2 separate regions of the Zea mays genome follow, and region 2 is linked to region 1. Evidence: chromatin contacts called from public Hi-C data. All regions are on one chromosome and are shown on one strand. The core of a region is the stretch at or near the end of the contact, and the rest is flanking DNA. Distances in the headings are between cores, read along the strand shown. Region 1 holds the start of LOC103646485 (digalactosyldiacylglycerol synthase 1, chloroplastic). Region 2 holds the start of LOC103646487.

Region 1 (3,086 bases), core at 273-2,772:
CAGGTCGGGCCACCACTATGGGCCGAGGCTACAGCCAAGCACGGCACGACGTTCTTGGCTCTTGCAAGCATTAGGTCGTTTCTGAAATCATATTGGCACAATGGACTACATGGTGTTTGAGGTTGCTGAATTGGATGGAGCAACAATGATTTGTCACACTAACAGTAAAATGAAAGGTTATTTGTTGGTTTAAAACGTTAGTAATTGCTACGAAGTAGCATAATTTATATGGAGCGCATCCAGTTTTTATTTATGCCTGACTTTAGCAATCACTCCACATTTTGATCTATCTTTTTATCAGTTTGACTTCATGTGACTTATTTTAGAAACTTGAGCTCACAAACTTTTTCTTATTTGGTCTCTGTATGGTGGAATTATACCGTTTTATAATCTCTGTTCGTTCAGTCAGTCGTTGTGAACTCTTTTCTAATCGCTCACTTTATTGATCGTGTTGTACCAAGATATATTGCATGGAGTAAACAATAACATCAGTTAGCTAAATCAAAAAATATTATACAGAGAGCGAAGACAATCAATAAAAAATTTTGAGATCTTTTTTTTGAATAGTTTACGTGAGTATTGTTATAGGTCGTCGTAACGCACGGGCAACCGACTAGTATAATTTAGAGAGTAAGTTCATATTTATGGTTAGCCTCGTTGGCTCGATGAGCTGGCTCGTGAAGCAGAAGCGAGTCAAACTGAGCTGATTTTTCAGGCTCGTCAGAGGAAAGACCTGATTTACTTGATCAAGCCATAGCGAGTCGAGCTATTCTTATTTTGGCTCGTGAAAAGAGTGAGCCAGTTCGCACGGCTTACCTCGCCAACTCTAGGTGCATAGAGTGGGAGAAAGACCTTTATTGTGTGTGCGCGCTTTTGCCGCTCCGGTACAGAGAAAGCGGCTTAGAAGCCCAGCCAATTGTGCTCTGTTCGGTTACGAGCCAGAAATGAGGCCCATTGTTTATAGCGCTGCATTCAGCAACAACACACGGGCCAAGCAGGCCAACCTCACCAGCAGCCTAGCGGGAAGCAGCACAAGATGGGCTCGCCACCGAAACCGTGGTCTGGGCCGCGACTCTTTGTTTGCCAGCCACCGCGTTTTCTTCTCCAGTCCAGTCAGTTATGTTCGTTCAGTGCATGCTTCCCGTCGCATACGATTTGTTGTTTTCTTCATATAAACAGTAGGAAGACGCTTGCACTAGTTGTTTGCGTGACTTATCAGACGCCCAGACAGAGAAACATGTCCATGACCCACGAGAAAAGAATAATGCAGTTCAGAAAATTATACAAATATGAAAATCTTCATTATAATAAATACATACAGAAACGAAGAAAAAAAATGTGATCACCTTTATATTCTCAAAAAGAAAAGAAAACTATATACGGAAAAATGCCAAGCGACGAAAGACAACAGGCAAGCGCAAGCCCGCAAACCGCGGCTCGGCACCCACGCGCATATTCGCTCCGAATCCGGGGGTCCACGTCGACCAAACACTGCCAATGCCAAGTGAAGTCACCGCTCCACCACATATCAAGATCTCCCCCGGACCCACGATTCCTATTGTCACCACCCTCCCTCCCTCCCTGACACCGGGCCTCGCCCGCCGGAATCACACGAGCCACGAGCAGCGCGTCGCCCCGTCCGGGCCCCACCGGACACCGCCGTCGCCTTCCTCGTCTTTCTTCCCCGCCGAAGTCCGAACCATCTCGCGCCTCAACTTTCCCACGCGCGACTCGCACCTCCTACGCGCTTCTAGAACCAACGAAGCATTTGACACCCAGCTCAGCCCTCGCGCTCGCGCAAGCGCGGCAAGCCCGCCCTCCACCGGATAATAGTAATGATGGGCAAGGAAGAGACGCCGCCGGCCGACGGAGGCGGCGCATTCGCCTTCATCTCCAAGGGGTGGCGCGAGGTGCGGGACTCGGCGTCCGCTGACCTGCGCCTGATGCGCGCGCGCGCGGACTCCGTGCGCGCGCGCGCCGACCGCGAGCTCGAGCACCTCCTCGCGTCCGCGGCGTCGGCGCTCACGGGGCCCGCGCCCCCGCTGCCGCCCGTCGCGACGGGGGCGCCCATCGCGGAGGTCGAGTTCGTGCGCAGGCGGATCCAGCCCAAGATCCAGGAGCTCCGGAGGCACTGCTCGTCGCGGGCGCCCGACGCCCGGTGGCCGCCCGGGGCCGCCCCCGCCCCAGGCGCCAGCAGCCTCCGCATCGACCTCTCGGGGATCACCGCCATTCGCAACGCCATTGTGGCGGAAGGGGACCGCGGCGGTAGGTGGAGGGTCGCGCGGCGGAAGGGGGACCAGGACGAGGAGGGGAGGAAGGAGTGGGAGGTGGTTCGGGTGATACAGAGCGGCCTCAAGGAGTTCGAGCGCCGGAGCCTGTCCAGCGGCATATTTGCTGGATTCCGTGGCCGTGGCGAGTTTGTGGAGAAATTTAGGTTCGGCATGGTAAGTTTCAACCGTAGCTATTTGTTTAATAGGATGCTGCACTCGCGCTTGTTCTATCACTTATTTTGAAAATTGGAATGGAGTGACAAACAGCGCTTCAGCAGCAAAACATTGGCATCCACAGCAAGAAAATCTTAGGGATTTCTGTGCTAATCTCTTGACGTTGTTACACTACACATTTCAGTTTATTCATAATTTATCAGTACTAGCTGTCTAGCTCTAGCACACTGTTTGTGTAGGCATTTATTTCTGCATTGTAAGGTTTTCTATAAGCATCCATCCAGATAGTATATTTAAAAAATGTTACTGAAAAATCATCATGGGGTACTCTTTAGCTTAGCGATCACTTTATTAGCAGAGTACAAAATCTTATAGTTCAACTGTTTTGTTAGCATACAAGTATTTGGTGAATTTTGTCAGCAATTTGGTCTTGAACAATAAATGATGCTATCGAGTTATTGAGTACACTATGCTAGAGTTGTTGTCTGCTGTTGATGAAAGTATTACAGACTAATATGAATCCTTTTCTTCTCTTGCAGAAATCACTGAACAAGGGCTATCAGGAATCCAAGGTAATTCCATAGGAAACAATGGATAACAGCTGGAAATATTGTTTGTGTTGCAGATATAGAACAGCTAATG
Region 2 (3,086 bases), core at 166-2,665, 130 kb before region 1:
GCGCGTGTAAAATTTCAGCTCAATCGGAGTCGGTTTGGTTCAGTTTTGCATACAAAAATTGAATTTTGAACTGCTGAAAACAACACCGGATAGCGACACAGTTTTGGGCCGATTCAGACTTTTCGTGTCCGATTTGCGTGTTGGTCTCGTGTGAGTCCTAGAAACATTTTGAAGTCACGAGATTACTGTTTGGCTGATGTGCTTTTGGTTTGAGCGATTTCTTCGTCTCAATTAAAGTTAAGTTCTTAGCAATAAAATTTGATTGACTCCCATTTACCCGCCTATAATCGTGTGACCGGTTCTTCATATATGCTGATTATTACTTTTGCGTGTGATGAAAATAGACACGTTGAAGTTATCTGCAGAGATATATATCTCTGCCGTAAACATCACTGTGCCTTCTATTTTGTACGGACACAGCGAGAGCCCTGAGAAATGAATCAGAGTCCGCCGCTAGCTGCTCTATTGATCACATTTGTCACCTGTTCAAATCCTTCCAGATCAGGCTCGAAATTTTATCCTTGCCTTTGCTCACCTCGATGCATTCCTGCCTGCATAAATTTTAGGTCTCAGCCCCTCACTAGGTCATTCTTTAGAGTTAAGCTGATCACGTACAAGATCTGGGTCGCAAAGATACTGCAATACTACCCTGTGCCCTGTGGCCTGTGCACATCTATATGATCTGCTTTCTCATGGCCCCTCATTGAGCTAGACTGAGAGCATTGAGCTAGACTGAGAGAGGAGAGAAAGCTGAGGCGCCTTTGTATCCGCTTTGTCAGCACATGCATTCTACCTCTGCCGACTTTCCCTTTCGGTCTTTTCCACTACAAAATCCACTTTGGACCCGGGAAAAAAAAACTAAAACGCAGCGCTAGCCAGAAGCAGACTGCAGACCTCTCTAAGGCTTTGTTCGTTTACACCAATCATGCTCTGAATTAGCATGAATTGGAATTAAATCCATGCCTCAATCCATGCCCCAAAATAATCCATGACTACTTAATTTTTTTTATTCGGTTAAACCCATCATGGATTATAACCCAAAGGTTTGAGAATTTTTTAAACTATGGAAGACATGGATTCTATCCATAGCCCATTAGGTATGGAACAAATCCATGAGATATTGCACAAGTTTACATTAGAATCCATAGATCAAAAGAATAACTAGCTTTGAAAGTCACATGAATTTGTTGATGGATTTAATCCCACCATGGGATTGGGTGTGAGATATGGATTCACCCAATCCATACCCGGATTAAATTCATGATGGGATTATATCTCATGTAACCGAACAAGGCCTAACAAGAAAAGCACAAATCCATACACCCAAATAATCATCCATCCTTCATCACCGGCGCTTCTCAAAAGATGAACTGTATAAAGCAGCACCATGGCAAGTTGGCAACCACCTGCAGCTCTACATCTACGCACACATCTCCGTGATCTCTTCAGCCTCGCGACTGCCACCAAATCGGTCTTGGCAGGTTGCTGCGCCAAATCGGCCGGTCTTGGCAGGTTGCTGCGCCAAATCGGCCGGTCTTGGCAGGTTGCGCTAGCTACCCATAGGTTGGCTGGAGAGATGAGGGCCGGGGGGTGCACGGTGCAGCAGTCGCTGACAGCGGAGGCCGCGGCGGTGGTGAAGCAGGCGGTGAGCCTTGCGCGGCGGCGCGGGAACGCGCAGGTCACGCCGCTGCACGTGGCGAGCGCGATGCTGGCGGCCGCACCCGCGGGGCAGCTGCTGCGCGCGGCGTGCCTCCGCTCACACTCCCACCCGCTGCAGTGCAAGGCGCTGGAGCTGTGCTTCAACGTGGCGCTCAACCGCCTCCCCGCGTCGGCATCGTCGCCGCTGCTCGGCGGCAACCACCACTGCTACCACCCGCCGTCCCTGTCCAACGCGCTCGTCGCGGCGTTCAAGCGCGCGCAGGCGCACCAGCGGCGCGGCGGCTCCGTCGAGAGCCAGCATCAGCAGCCGGTGGTCGCCGCCGTCAAGATCGAGCTGGACCAGCTCGTCGTCTCCATCCTCGACGACCCCAGCGTCAGCCGCGTGATGCGCGACGCCGGCTTCTCCAGCACCCAGGTCAAGGCCAACGTGGAGCAGGCCGTGTGCAGCAGCAGCACCATGGCTACGGCCGCAGCCGCACCCAGCAAAAACCCTAACCCTAGCAGCTCGGCCACCACCACAAGCCCACCGCCTAAAGAAGCTAAAGCCAAGCCGCCGCTCGCGCTCCACCACCAAGCGCGCGACGAGGACGTCGCCGCCGTCCTGGACTGCCTGGCCTCGCGGAGCAAGAGGAGGGTCGTCGTCATCGCGGAGAGCGCGGCCGCGGCCGAGGCCATGGCGCACGCGGCCGTGGACAAGATCAAGAGAGGCGAGGTGAAGCACGAGCACGACGCGCTGCGAGGCGCGCAGGTCGTCAGCCTCCGCGTGTCGTCGTTCCGTGAGATGCCGAGGGAGGAGGCCGAGCGGCGGCTCGGCGAGCTGCGGTGCCTTGTCAAGCAGGGCAGGAGGCAGCGGGTCGTGCTCGTCGTGGAGGACCTCAAGTGGGCGGCGGAGTTCTGGGCCGGCCACGACGGCCAGAGCGGGAGGAGAGGCGGGTACTACTACTGCGCCGTCGAGCACGTCGTCAACGAGCTGCGCGCCCTGGCGAGCGGCGGCAGCCTGTGCTGGCTCCTCGGGTTCGGGACGTACCAGGCCTACACGAAGTGTCGGGTGGGGCAGCCGTCGCTGGAGAGCCTGTGGGGGCTCCAGACGCTCACCGTGCCCGCCGGCAGCCTCGCGCTCAGCCTCACCTGCGCCTTCGACGACAGGTAAATCCGGAGGCCCCATTCCCAATCGGTTTTGCGGTGCGACGAAGCTGTTTAGATTTTTTAGATTCAGAATGTCGTGTTAGGTCAGGTGAACGAACTAACCTGAAACGAAATGTCCCTGACAATTCGTCCCTGGGACTTGCTCTGCCCTTTTCTCTTTGCGTACCCTGAGACAAAGAGTGAGTGAGTGGAAGTTTGCATCTTTTGCGTGCATTCTGGACAAAAGCTTAGTAGTGCTACTAGCTACTAGCTCGTCACTTCACATTTCCTCTTTTCCATCT

What was found. Hi-C and Micro-C count contacts between places; a contact is called where the count stands out from the background.
Region 2: a contact with region 1 is called in a Hi-C map of endosperm, with 3 times the contacts expected there. The contact joins the promoter of LOC103646487 here to the promoter of LOC103646485 in region 1. A contact is called at or near these places in 5 of 25 Hi-C or Micro-C datasets (ear, endosperm, leaf and 2 more).

What each region holds. Positions count from the first base shown.
Region 1 is chr2:57,368,364-57,371,449 of Zm-B73-REFERENCE-NAM-5.0, reverse strand. LOC103646485 (digalactosyldiacylglycerol synthase 1, chloroplastic) reads left to right here and starts at 1,522. Exons shown (of 7, transcript XM_008671211.1): 1 at 1,522-2,444; 2 at 2,984-3,016. The coding sequence starts at 1,836.
Region 2 is chr2:57,496,408-57,499,493 of Zm-B73-REFERENCE-NAM-5.0, reverse strand. It overlaps LOC103646487, which reads left to right and starts at 1,415. Exons shown (of 3, transcript XM_008671212.4): 1 at 1,415-2,805. The coding sequence starts at 1,577.